Linked DNA regions of Mus musculus: region 2 is linked to region 1. Evidence: chromatin contacts called from public Hi-C data. All regions are on one chromosome and are shown on one strand. Each heading gives the region's core, a stretch centred on a gene start, on an enhancer-like site or on the middle of the called end of the contact. The rest is flanking DNA. Distances are from core to core; before and after follow the strand shown. Region 1 has its middle 89 kb from the start of Nfkbiz. Region 2 overlaps Nxpe3 (neurexophilin and PC-esterase domain family, member 3).

Region 1 (5,397 bases), core at 1,045-3,544:
AGTTGACTCTGTTGGTCTTCCTGTGGAGTCCCTATCACCTCCGGGCCCCTTAATCCTTCCCAACTCTTCCACAAGACTCCCTGAGCTCCATCTCATGACTGGTCTGGGTTTCTGCAGAGTGTGTTTTAAATGGATTTGATTTTTCTATTAGTCCATTTCCCTAGTTTGATATTTACATCTCGTAAGCGGTTCCAGTGATTAGAGATTACATATCCATCTTTGCCAGGGCGAAGTCAACTTGATTAGTTGAAGCTATGACTCATTGTTCTTTATGACATTCACCAACTGCTGTGTGGGTTTCATTCCAGTGAGAGAAGACCCCATGTCAGCTCCTTCTTAGGTTTTGTCACTTTTTAATTTTTCCTGGGACATAGATGGCCAGCAATCTTATGAGACCCTTAGAAGCAGGAAGCGGAGCGATTAGAGCAGCAGGCACAGAAAGTGTCATCATGGAACTAAAGTAACTATTTTTGGCGTGTGGGGTTTTGGTTGCCTCAGTCTTTCCTTTGCTCCAGTTATTTCTTATAGAATATCGGTCTTGTTCTTTTACCACTGGCCTTCCTGTGACCTTTCTTCTGTCCCCACCCTTCCTGTTCTATTGCTGATTTGTGTTATATTTCCATGATATCTTGCAGGTCTGCCAAAAGAGAGTATCACACAGTCATTGATCTAAACCAGCAATTCTCAACCGTGGGCCTCGACTCCTTCAGGGGTTGACCGACTGTTTCCCTGGGGTCACATATCAGATATCCTGCATATCAGACATTTAGATGATGATTCATAACAGTAGCAAATTTACAGTTATGAAGTGGCAACCTCATAATTTTTGGAAAATAGTTTTATGGTTGGGAGTCACCATAATATGAGGGACTGTATTAAAGGGTCACAGCGTTAGGAAGGTTGAGAACCACTGCTTTTGCACATTAGAATGGAGTGAGGCCATACTAACATTTTTATTTTAGATTTCTGAACTTTGAAGGCAGTCTAGGCAACATAGTGAAACCTTGTCAGTATAAGTTAAAATAAATAAATAAACAAACAAACAAATAAATAGATAAATAAACGGTTCTAAGTAGGAATAAATAAGAGTATTCTTTAAAAATGCATAGCACAGTATATGCTGGGTGCTTAACAAATGATTTCTCCTGCTACTCTGCCATGATTTCTGCTGCAGTGAAATTAAGCTGATTATCTTTGAGGTCCTTCCAGCTTCAACATTCTGAAGTCCCTTTTGGGCGACTCCTTTTTCTCATTTTATCTGTCTGTCTCTCTTATTCTTTTCCTCTTTTGTCCAGTGCATGCTCCTAACCCCTTCTAGATCTTTTATCCTCACCCTTTTCCCCCCAAAATGGTTATTTTATTTATTTACATTTCAAATGTTATCCCCCCTTCCGGGTTTTCCCCTTCGGAAACCCCCTATCCCCTCCCCCTCCCCCTACTTCTATGAGGGTGCTCCCCCACCCACCCACCCACCCACTCCTGCCTCACTGCTCTAGCATTTCCCTGCGCTGGGGCATCAGGCCTTCTTAGGACCAAGGGCCTTCCCTCTCTTTGATGTCCGATAAGGACATCCTCTGCTACATATGCTGGAGCCGTGGGCCCTCTTTGGTTGGTGATTTAATCCCTGGGAGCTCTGGAAGGTCTGGTTGGTTTTATCCTCACTTTTATTTTTTAGGCTCTACGGCTTAGAGGGCGACACTCTCCCTGGTTGGCCCAGGAGCTGACCCCATTTGTGACCTTCGTTCCGATCCGTTCTCTCAGCAATGTTTCCTTCCTTTCTCACAGGGCGATGAGTCAAGATCACTTGACTTAGAAAGTTAACTCTCCTCCGTCATCACATGATCCACCAAGAACTGTGTATGATTTTTAATTGCTTTTGGGGTTGGTCTCCCTTGCAGGATCGAGGGCAGTCACTGGGAATGACTTTGTTATAGTGGCTGCTACTCCAAAGCCTCGTGCACGTTCAGGTTCATCCACCTCTGACATCGCATGACCCGCAATGTACCATCTAATGCTTTAATTGCTTTTTTGGGGTTTGTCTTCCTGGCAAGATAGAGTGCAATTACAGGGATTTCTTTTTACCCTGCAGTCACTTGGAAATGTGCGCTGGATCTCTGAATGTGCTGAAATGTTAATTCTCTGCAGAGCAGGTGTTTGTCAATAGTACATTGTGCAGCTCTTCGTGACAATGTTTTGAAATGAGCCAGACAGTGACTCTGCCCTTGCTTGTCTTCCTTCATTTGTAGTCCTTAGCTCAGAGACCTTTACTTTAGCTCCAGATCAGTGACTCATTTCTTCCTCTTGCCTCACCCATAGCTCTGACAACTGGAGTTATCCAGTTATCCGAACCCCAGTGAGTACGGTGCTGACCTGCTTGTCACTGTGAGCACTTGCTTTGGGCATGTGTGTGTGTGTGTGTGTGTGTGTGTGTGTGTGTGTCCCTGATTAATACCCCTCCTTCTGCCCAGGCTCCCGGAGGTTTCTCTACACTGTCTGATCAGATGTACTTTATCTGCCATCTTGTCTTTATTTCTGAGGCCAAATCCTCTGGCGGTTGCCTCATCCTGTGTTTGTATAAGAGAAATGAAGCAGATAATGAAGGTGGTGATGGGTTTAATTTAGTAAAAGGGTCATTTTGTTCCTGTTGGATGCTAAAACCTATTTGTTCGGCTTGCGAACTTACAAAGCATAAGTAATACTGTCTGCAGAGTGTTCTGTAGAGACCATGAAGGTGCCCTGCCTGAAAACGTACTGTAAGCAGGCTTCACAGCTGTAAAGCCTGTACTCGCCTGCCAGGTACTGTTTACCAGGGCTTCTCCAAGTAGTGACCGGGAGGGGCAGTAGAGCCAGGTGGCTTCCTCTAGATAGGGATGCACTTTAATGGCTACTCCTTATTCATCCACAGAAATCCTGGGTCAGAAGTTAGAGCTAAACTTCAGCCAGACTCCGGATCCTTTTCTGTCCTTTCTCCAGTGTCCAGCTGGCATCCTGATCTGAGGGTCTCCCTCTTATGCCAGCTGCCTTATCCTTAATCCTTTATAGCCATCTCTCCCAAGAAGCTTCCAGTTGACCAACTTCCTCATGGAAGAGCTCACACAAGGTCCCAGTACAGCATTGTAGGTAAGACAAGTACACAAGGAATATAGACTTGTTTCCAAACAGGCATGCAACTTTAAACTTAAAAAGTGTCTATTTAGTATTTTCTATTGGATGCTCTTTCCATGAAGCAAGCAAGTATCACCTTCAACATAATTCTTCGCCTAGTTATCTGAACACAGTGATGAATAGCAGTGCTTAAGGGAATAACAAAATACTAGTTCTAAAGTGGGAGTGACAGAAATTTATTGGAGGTTTTCTCTGTACCAGGCTTAAGTACTTCGTGAGTATTTTTCTTAGTCCTCATAGCATCTCTGTGGAGAAGGTACTGCTGTCATTTTACATTTTCAAGTAAAAGGAGAAGTTAAAAAAAAATTACTCAAGGTTGCCCTGGGGCCAGTGAGCAGGCACACAAAGCTTTGAGTTCATGGGATTATGCTGTTCTTGTGTTTCATTGAAAGGTGATTTTGGAATTAGGGTAGACTGTAGTCATCCTGAGAAGTTTCAAGTTTGAAGAACGTTCCAGCTCATGGGCTGGAGATTCTATAGGCTAGGTCAGATCACAGCCCATCAGAGCTCACGAGTTTTAAGCGTTCAAAATGTCATTTTATTTTATGGTAATGGGTATGTGCTTGAGTGTATGTATGTGCACCGCAGACCTGCATGAGCCTGCAGATGTCGAAAGAGACCATCAGATCCTTTCAAATTGGAGTCACATGCATTTGTGTGCCACCATGTAGGTTCTAGAAACTAAAGTCAGGTCCTCTGCAAGAACACGAGGCGTTTCGAACTGCTGAGCCATCTCCCCAGCCCCGAGTTTTAAGCATTTTACAGAGCATTGCAAGACATTTCTGAAAAAGAAAGCTGATAGCTTTAAGATAAGCTCTCTTATTAGCGCCTGTGGTCTAAGGTTATAGAGCAAAAAACCAACACAGAAAGAAACTAGGCACAAAAAGTCATAGATCCTATTACTGCATTTGTTTAAAGCACTCAGAGTAGGTGATCCCATAGGAAAAGGAGGCCCTGCAGTTCTTAGTGCCTGGCTTACTGAAGATTGTGCTGTCAGTGCTAATAAGAGGTTCATTACTTGGGTGACTAACAATGTTCTGAAATTAAGTAGGAGTAATGGTGCCTTTATATTGAAAATATGCATTGTGTGGACACTTTTAAAAGGGTTTATAGTATGGTAATCATATATCAATAAAATCGTAGTTGAGAATTAAAAATAGGTTTATAGCTTAATAGCCTTCCAGGTTTTTCATTAAAGACTCAAAAACCTATTGACTTAGATGAAACTTCTCTTGTAGACTTTTAATGTTTGAATTATAATTCAGCACTAACTTCTCACCTTGTCTTCTAAGAGGCTGAATAGCCTTTCATATGCTAAAATATATGCATATACTCTACACCTACAGATGTTTTTAAAGGCTTCATAGCAATCCACTTGGATGTGGGTGTGTAAGCCTAGAGGTAATCAAGTTCTCAGCTCTTGACTTGTTTCTATAGACTTTTGATGGTGTCACAGTGGCTACCCAGACATGATGACCCAGACAACACCCTGTTCATAGATGGAGTTTGAGCAACTTCTGCCTCCAATTATCCGGCACGGACATTGATGAAAACTGTTTGCAGGGAGCTCAGCGGTTGTGCTGATGACCTGCCCTTTTTTTCTCCCAAGTGTGGGGATCTATTCATGGTGGAGACCAGGAGAGCTCTGATTCTTTCTGTGTTTACTTGTTCATCTAGGCCACTTCTGTAGGCCAGCCTTCTGACAGGAAAGCCTCCTGCTTCTGTTCCACCCCAGCTGAGGCAGCGAGTTGCTGCAGGGCTCTGGTATGAGATGGTGTAGTGTTTGTGTTTCAATCCTCCTAACGAGAACGGGGCTAATGACAGTGAGTCCAGATGTGCTTATGTGGAAAGAGCTTGACGGGACCATGAATCACTATTTCCAGTACTAGGCGTAGGGAGGTGCACAGGCAGTAATAACAGGGCCTGGACGAGCTCCAGACCTCTCAAGTCCTGGTGAAGGATTCTTTCCACTTTGACTTTCCATAAGCAGCGACATGATCAATCCCGGGTGTATTTCCAAATTTTCAGTTCTGTGATTTATGAACCCAGATCCTTCTCCTCTGTTTTTTGCACTTCTGCACTTCCCTTTGGAGGCTCTTGTCCAGCCAGGTTTCTGTGGGTACAGTAATATTCTGTCAGGGTTTTATGGCAGTCCTCAAAAATGAAACTGGTTTCACTTCTAGTGTTTTTAGCATTTAAAACAAAACAAAACAAAACAAAAGGTGTTTTTAA
Region 2 (5,397 bases), core at 1,938-4,437, 110 kb before region 1:
ACGAAATGATTGGTGTTACTTGGAGATTACACATTTGAGTTATTAGAAAAGGAATAAGTTTTATGTCCTCAGGGAAAAGCTGAAAGAAATGGCTGGCCTTTCTGAGCACGTTTCTTTTCAAATGCCCTGAAGTGGTAATTGGAAGCTGGGCGTGGGGCTCAACTGCTCGGTTCTGGTTCTGATGGCATCTCTTCATGAGCTCTGCTCAGGGCCCTTGCTTAAGCTGCCTGCTTTGAGCAGCCAGGGCACTGATAGGAACTTTAAGGAGGTTGCGAGAGCCTACATCAGATCATGTGTGTGAGCTCCTCAGAGCGAGCCCAGAATAGAGTTAACTTGTAAGGCACACTAGCTATTACCATGTGATTTGAAACCTTGTTGCGGCCAGTGTGGCATCTCCCAAGGGAGGTGTAAAGGCAGAGAGATAGTGCCTCTCTCCAAAGGTGGTGTTACAATGTGTAGCTGAGCTACAATGTGAGTTCACTGTTGCTGATGCTTTTTAGTGCTGCCTCTGATTCCAAGAGACCTGAACCATTTGTGGAGCATGATCCATCCATCCATCCATCACATGGCACTGCTTCTCTGTATTTGACAATGGTGGTTCTCTGAATTAAAATTTGTATTTAGAACATTTAATGGAGCAGGAGGCATTGTGTTAATATTGCCATGTTAAAATTTGTATATACGTGTGTATATCATATATACATACACATATATAACTTAAATATATACGTATATACATGCATATATATGTATGTATGTATATATATATGTATAACTTAATGTGAGATTAAGTTATCATTTGGTTTTCAGGCATTGGGATAAAAACTGCTTCCGTTCTGAGATAACACTGTGTAGATGCTTGCTTGCGTTTCCTTGGGTTTTGCCTTTCTTTATTTTGAACTTCACTGAACACCCCCGTACACAGCAGGAATGCCTGAAGTGTTCTTTGCTGCCCCCGGTGCTCTCCACCGCCCCCCCCCCCCATCCACTTCTCATCTTCCCATTTTAGTGTGTAGGGGGGAAAACCTGGGATTTCTTCAAGCTATGACAACAGGAAGTCCTGTCTCTTAAGCTTCCAGGCTAGCAAATATGTGGGTATAGTTCTCTCTCTCTCTCTCTCTCTCTCTCTCTCTCTCTTTTTTCTTTTTTGGAAACATTTTTGTATCTGTTTTTGGAGATGAATTTCAGAATCTTATGATAGATCCCTTCCCCCCTCCCCCCTTTTTCTTTGTAGAAACTGATGACTTAGAAGTATCTCAAGGCTCAGGAATTTTTCCCTCCGGATATTTCTACAAAAACCAGTGGAGGCCCAGGAGGTTCAAGATGCGCCACTTTAATGACCCCGACAACATTACGGAATGCTTGCAAGGAAAAATGGTGTATTTGTTCGGTGACTCGACAATCAGGCAGTGGTTTGAATACCTCACTGCATTTGTTCCAGGTGGGTACTCTGCTACTGGTTTCATGACTGTCCCCAGTATGAGGGAAATCGTACTGGGAATGAACAGACTCATTTTTTGAGCCTGACGAGAGGAGTCAGGTGAGGAGGCGATCTCTCAGTAAAGGGTGCCCGCAGAGTCTTGCTTTGGTGGAGGTTGTCACGAGGTTCACACCGTTGACTCTCTCTGACCTTGGACGAGGCAGGCACTCCGCAGTGCTTCCTTCTCTGTGTCAGAGTAGACAGCGGAGCGGCACCGTGCCACCTCACAGGTGTCCTTTACCGCTAATCTTCTGGATCAAGAAACTGTCGGCCACGGCCGCTTGTCTCTTTCCCAGTTCCGTATGGCTCAATTCTAGGTCTGTACAGGAGCTTACTGGAAGGAAGCAGCCAAATGTGTATCTGTAGCAAAGGCATCCCTGGGGCCTCTCACTGAGAAAGACATGGCTGCTGTTTGGAGACTGTGGGCAAGGCCCAGCATTCTTAGCCTCACTCTGAGACCCACCCTCCAGATCCAGAGTAAGACAGTGCTGGTTGGAGTCCTACCACTCAGCCACAGGAGGCACGGTCTTCTTTCCCTAAGTGTGTGTCCTTACCTGTTAAGGATCAGGTGGTGTTGTGGGAACTATTTGTGTGTTTTTGTGTATGTGAGTATGGGCGGAAGTGGGCGTGAGTGAAGGAATGAGTATGGAGGCCAAGGTCAGCCTGGAGTGTTGTTCTCAGGCTCTGTCCAGCTCGTTTTGCGAGACAGCCTCTCACTGGCCTGAGAGACCTGGCTGTCGCTGCCTCCCCGGCTCCTCCGGCTTCTTCCCGATTCGCCTCAGGTCGCTGTGCTTGTATGGAAAGCACTGATTGACTGAGCCATCTCCTCAGCCTGTGTGGGGACTTTTTTTTTTTTTAATATTTTTAATTTTTTAAAAGATTTATTTATTTATGTATACAAATACTTGGCATGTATGTCTGCACACCAGAAAATGGCATCGGACAATCATGAGTTGCCTTGTGGGTGCTGGGAATTGAACTCAGGATCTTTGGAACAGCAGTGACTGCTTTTATCATTGAGCCATCCCTCCAGCCCTGTAAACAGAGGTTATTTATTTCTTTATTTTATTCTAATATAAACTCGCATTGTTTTGTGTGTGAGTTGCTTAGGATGCTCTTTTCATCATTTCTAATTTACTTTTTTTAAACATTTTAAAAAACATTTATTTATTTTATTTATGGGTCCACTGTAGCTGTCTTCAGACACACCAGAAGAAGGCATCAGATCCCATTACAGATGGTTGTGAGCCACCATGTAGTTGCTGGGAATTGAACTCAGGACCTCTGGAAGAGCAAGCAGCCAGTGCTCTTAACGGCTGAGCCATCTCTCCAGCCCTTTAATTTACTTTTTTAAAAGAAAAGGAAGTTGATTTTTTTTACCCCCAAAGGTTGAAAGTCAGTTCTGGCTTTTCTTTTTTCATGGAAGCAGATATGATTGAGTTCTAGTTAGTGAAGGCTAAACTACAAATCTGTTGGAGGAAGCAGTGTGTGGCGCGATGCTGGCAAAGCCTTGGTGCTGACCTCGCAGGTCTTCCAGGCCTCTGCAGTCGCCTCTTCATAATTTCTGATGACGTAGCTTGATATTTCCATTAATAGCAATGATCACATGGATTGTTTTGCTCATTTTCCACAAGACCCTTGACAGACAGATGTTCATTTGATAAAATAAAGCCTTGTGTGGGTGCCTGATCTTTATCAAAAGTAAACGATAGTGTGAACTTTTATTCACTTCAACTCTGGAGGCAACATAGTAGTGAGTCAGTCAAGTGGAAGAGTCTAGAGGAGAAGCTTGGCATGCCGGAGAGGAGAGAGTGAAGCCCGCCTTAACCCTTAACGGGAATAGAGGAATAGTCTAGTCTGATGTGTCCTTTTCAGAATTGCCTGTAAGTCTTGGCTGATTTATGGCACCCATGGAAGGGAATTGAGCACAGTAGACTTGGAAGGAAGTGCGAACAGGACTGCAGTATCAACATTTACTGTGTTTGTATGCATGTCTGTCTGTCTGTATGTCTGTCTGTCTGTCTGTCTGAATGTCTTTATGCATGCAATTAGTTTGAGACAAGCTTTGCTGTGTACTCCTGCTAGCCTGCAGGTTGCTTTATGTATCAGCCTGCCTCTGCTTGTGAGGAATCCTCCTGCCTCAGCTTCCCGGGTGTGTGTGGATTTTGTAGGAACTGGGCCATGAAACACAACTTAAGGGGGAGGGAGTGAAAAGATTTCTAATCTGTGCTGCTGACCCCTCCTGCCCCCAACACACACTTTGCTTTCTTTTTCTTTTATCTGAGACATGCTATCACTGTCTGCCTAGCCTGGAATTCACTGTGTAGACCAGGCTGGCCTCATGATCCTAGTGATACATCTGTCTCTGCCTTACTGGTGCAAGGCTCGGGCTATGTGCCATCACCCCCCCCCCCACACACACACACACACATTTAACTTTGTTATTTCTTATGTTAGACAAGTTTTCTTATAAGGTTTTCACTATGGGGTAAACTTAATAGTCATAAGAAACAGAACCACCTTTTTTTTTTTTTTTTTCTTATTGGAAAAACAAGGAATTTGCTTTTTTTCTTTTTCTTTTTTTTTTTTTTTAAATTCAGGAGTATAATTTAGATTATTTTACTTTCTAAAAAAAAAAAATTAGCCAGACAGTGGTGGCGCACGCCTTTAATCCCAGCACTTGGGAGGCAGAGGCAGGCGGATTTCTGAGTTCGAGGCCAGCCTGGTCTACAAAGTGAGTTCCAGGACAGGCAGAGCTACACGGAGAAACCCTGTCTCGAACAAACCAAAAAAATAAATAAATAAATTAAAATAAAATAAAATAAAAAAATTATTTGTTTACCTATTTTGAGGTGAGATCTCTCACTGTAGCCCTGGGAAGCTTTAAACTCAGTAATTCCCCTGCCTTAGCCTCCCAAGTGCTGGTATTACAAACATATGCTATCATTCTTGGGCTAAAAATTTGTTTTAATTGATAAATAAGTGCATGTATTTAGAGGGTACCTTGGGACCTGTAGATAGAATGATTTATTAAGCTAACTACATATCTGTAACTTCATATACTTATTTATGGGCAGTGACATCGTTTGGGATGCCTTTGGGAGAGTCTAAAGTATGTTATTATTAACCATGGCCACTCTGCTGTGACTCGAGGTGTAACTCAGGGTGCTAGGTCTCACAGCCTGGCCCTTCCTCATTAGCATAGGTATCTTTGATTGACTTCTCCTGTTTGCTTCCCAAGGTCCCTAGCTTTTGGTGAGTTTCTACTCTTTGAGTGTTAAACTCTTAACAGTTACTACACAGAAGAGACGCCGGGGTGTGTTTTTCTTCCTATGCTGAGCTTATCTCACTTAGCATGGCATCCTTCTGGGCCTATTCATGTTATTGCAAATGGCAGCATTTTCATTTATTTATTTATTTATTTATTTATTTATTTTTATTAGATATTTTCTTTATGTACATTTCAAATGCTATCCCGAAAGTCCCCTATACCCTCCTCCCCCCCCCCCCCAACCGCCCTGATCCCCTACCCACCCACTCCCACTTCTTGGCCCTGGCATTCCCCTGTACGGGGCATATAAAGTTTGCAATACCAAGGGGCCTCTCTTCCCTGTGTTGGCCGACTAGGCCATCTTCTGCTACATATGCAGCTAGAGACATGAGCTCTGGGGGTACTGGTTAGTTCATATTGTTGTTCCACCTATAGGGTTGCAGACCCCTTCAGCTCCTTGGGTGCTTTCTCTAGCTTCTCCATTGGGGGCCCTGTGTTCCATCTTATAGATAACTGTAGGCATCCACTTCTGTATTTGCCAGGCACTGGCATAGCCTCATATGAGACAACTATACCAGGGTCCCTTCAGCAAAATCTTGCTGGCATATGCAATAGTGTCTGGGTTTGGTGGCTGATTATGGGATGT

Evidence for each region. A called contact is a pair of places that touch in the nucleus more often than the background predicts.
Region 2: a contact with region 1 is called in a Hi-C map of group 2 innate lymphoid cells, with 6 times the contacts expected there. The contact joins two enhancer-like sites. A contact is called at or near these places in 6 of 39 promoter capture datasets (the 3T3-L1 cell line, the C10 cell line, embryonic stem cells and 2 more), 2 of 15 datasets of contacts at CTCF or cohesin (CD8 T cells and large pre-B cells), 23 of 484 Hi-C or Micro-C datasets (3T3-L1-derived adipocytes, B cells, CD4 T cells and 16 more), 9 of 115 datasets of contacts at active chromatin or transcription factors (the 230-238 cell line, CD8 T cells, bone marrow-derived dendritic cells and 5 more) and 4 of 9 other capture datasets (adipose tissue, liver, macrophages and 1 more).

Annotation. Positions count from the first base shown.
Region 1 is chr16:55,730,863-55,736,259 of GRCm38.p6, reverse strand. No RefSeq gene overlaps it. Among named protein-coding and RNA genes, the nearest start is that of Nfkbiz, 89 kb to the left of the region's middle. Within about 2 kb of position 2,294, at least 75 of the 459 cell types and tissues checked have an H3K27ac peak or open chromatin away from gene starts, as enhancers often do. A contact at or near this core is called in group 2 innate lymphoid cells and regulatory T cells, where this site is marked.
Region 2 is chr16:55,845,656-55,851,052 of GRCm38.p6, reverse strand. It overlaps Nxpe3 (neurexophilin and PC-esterase domain family, member 3), which reads left to right. Exons shown (of 6, transcript NM_001134457.1): 5 at 1,235-1,441. Among named protein-coding and RNA genes, the nearest start is that of Nfkbiz, 26 kb to the right of the region's middle. Within about 2 kb of position 3,187, at least 4 of the 459 cell types and tissues checked have an H3K27ac peak or open chromatin away from gene starts, as enhancers often do. A contact at or near this core is called in group 2 innate lymphoid cells and regulatory T cells, where this site is marked.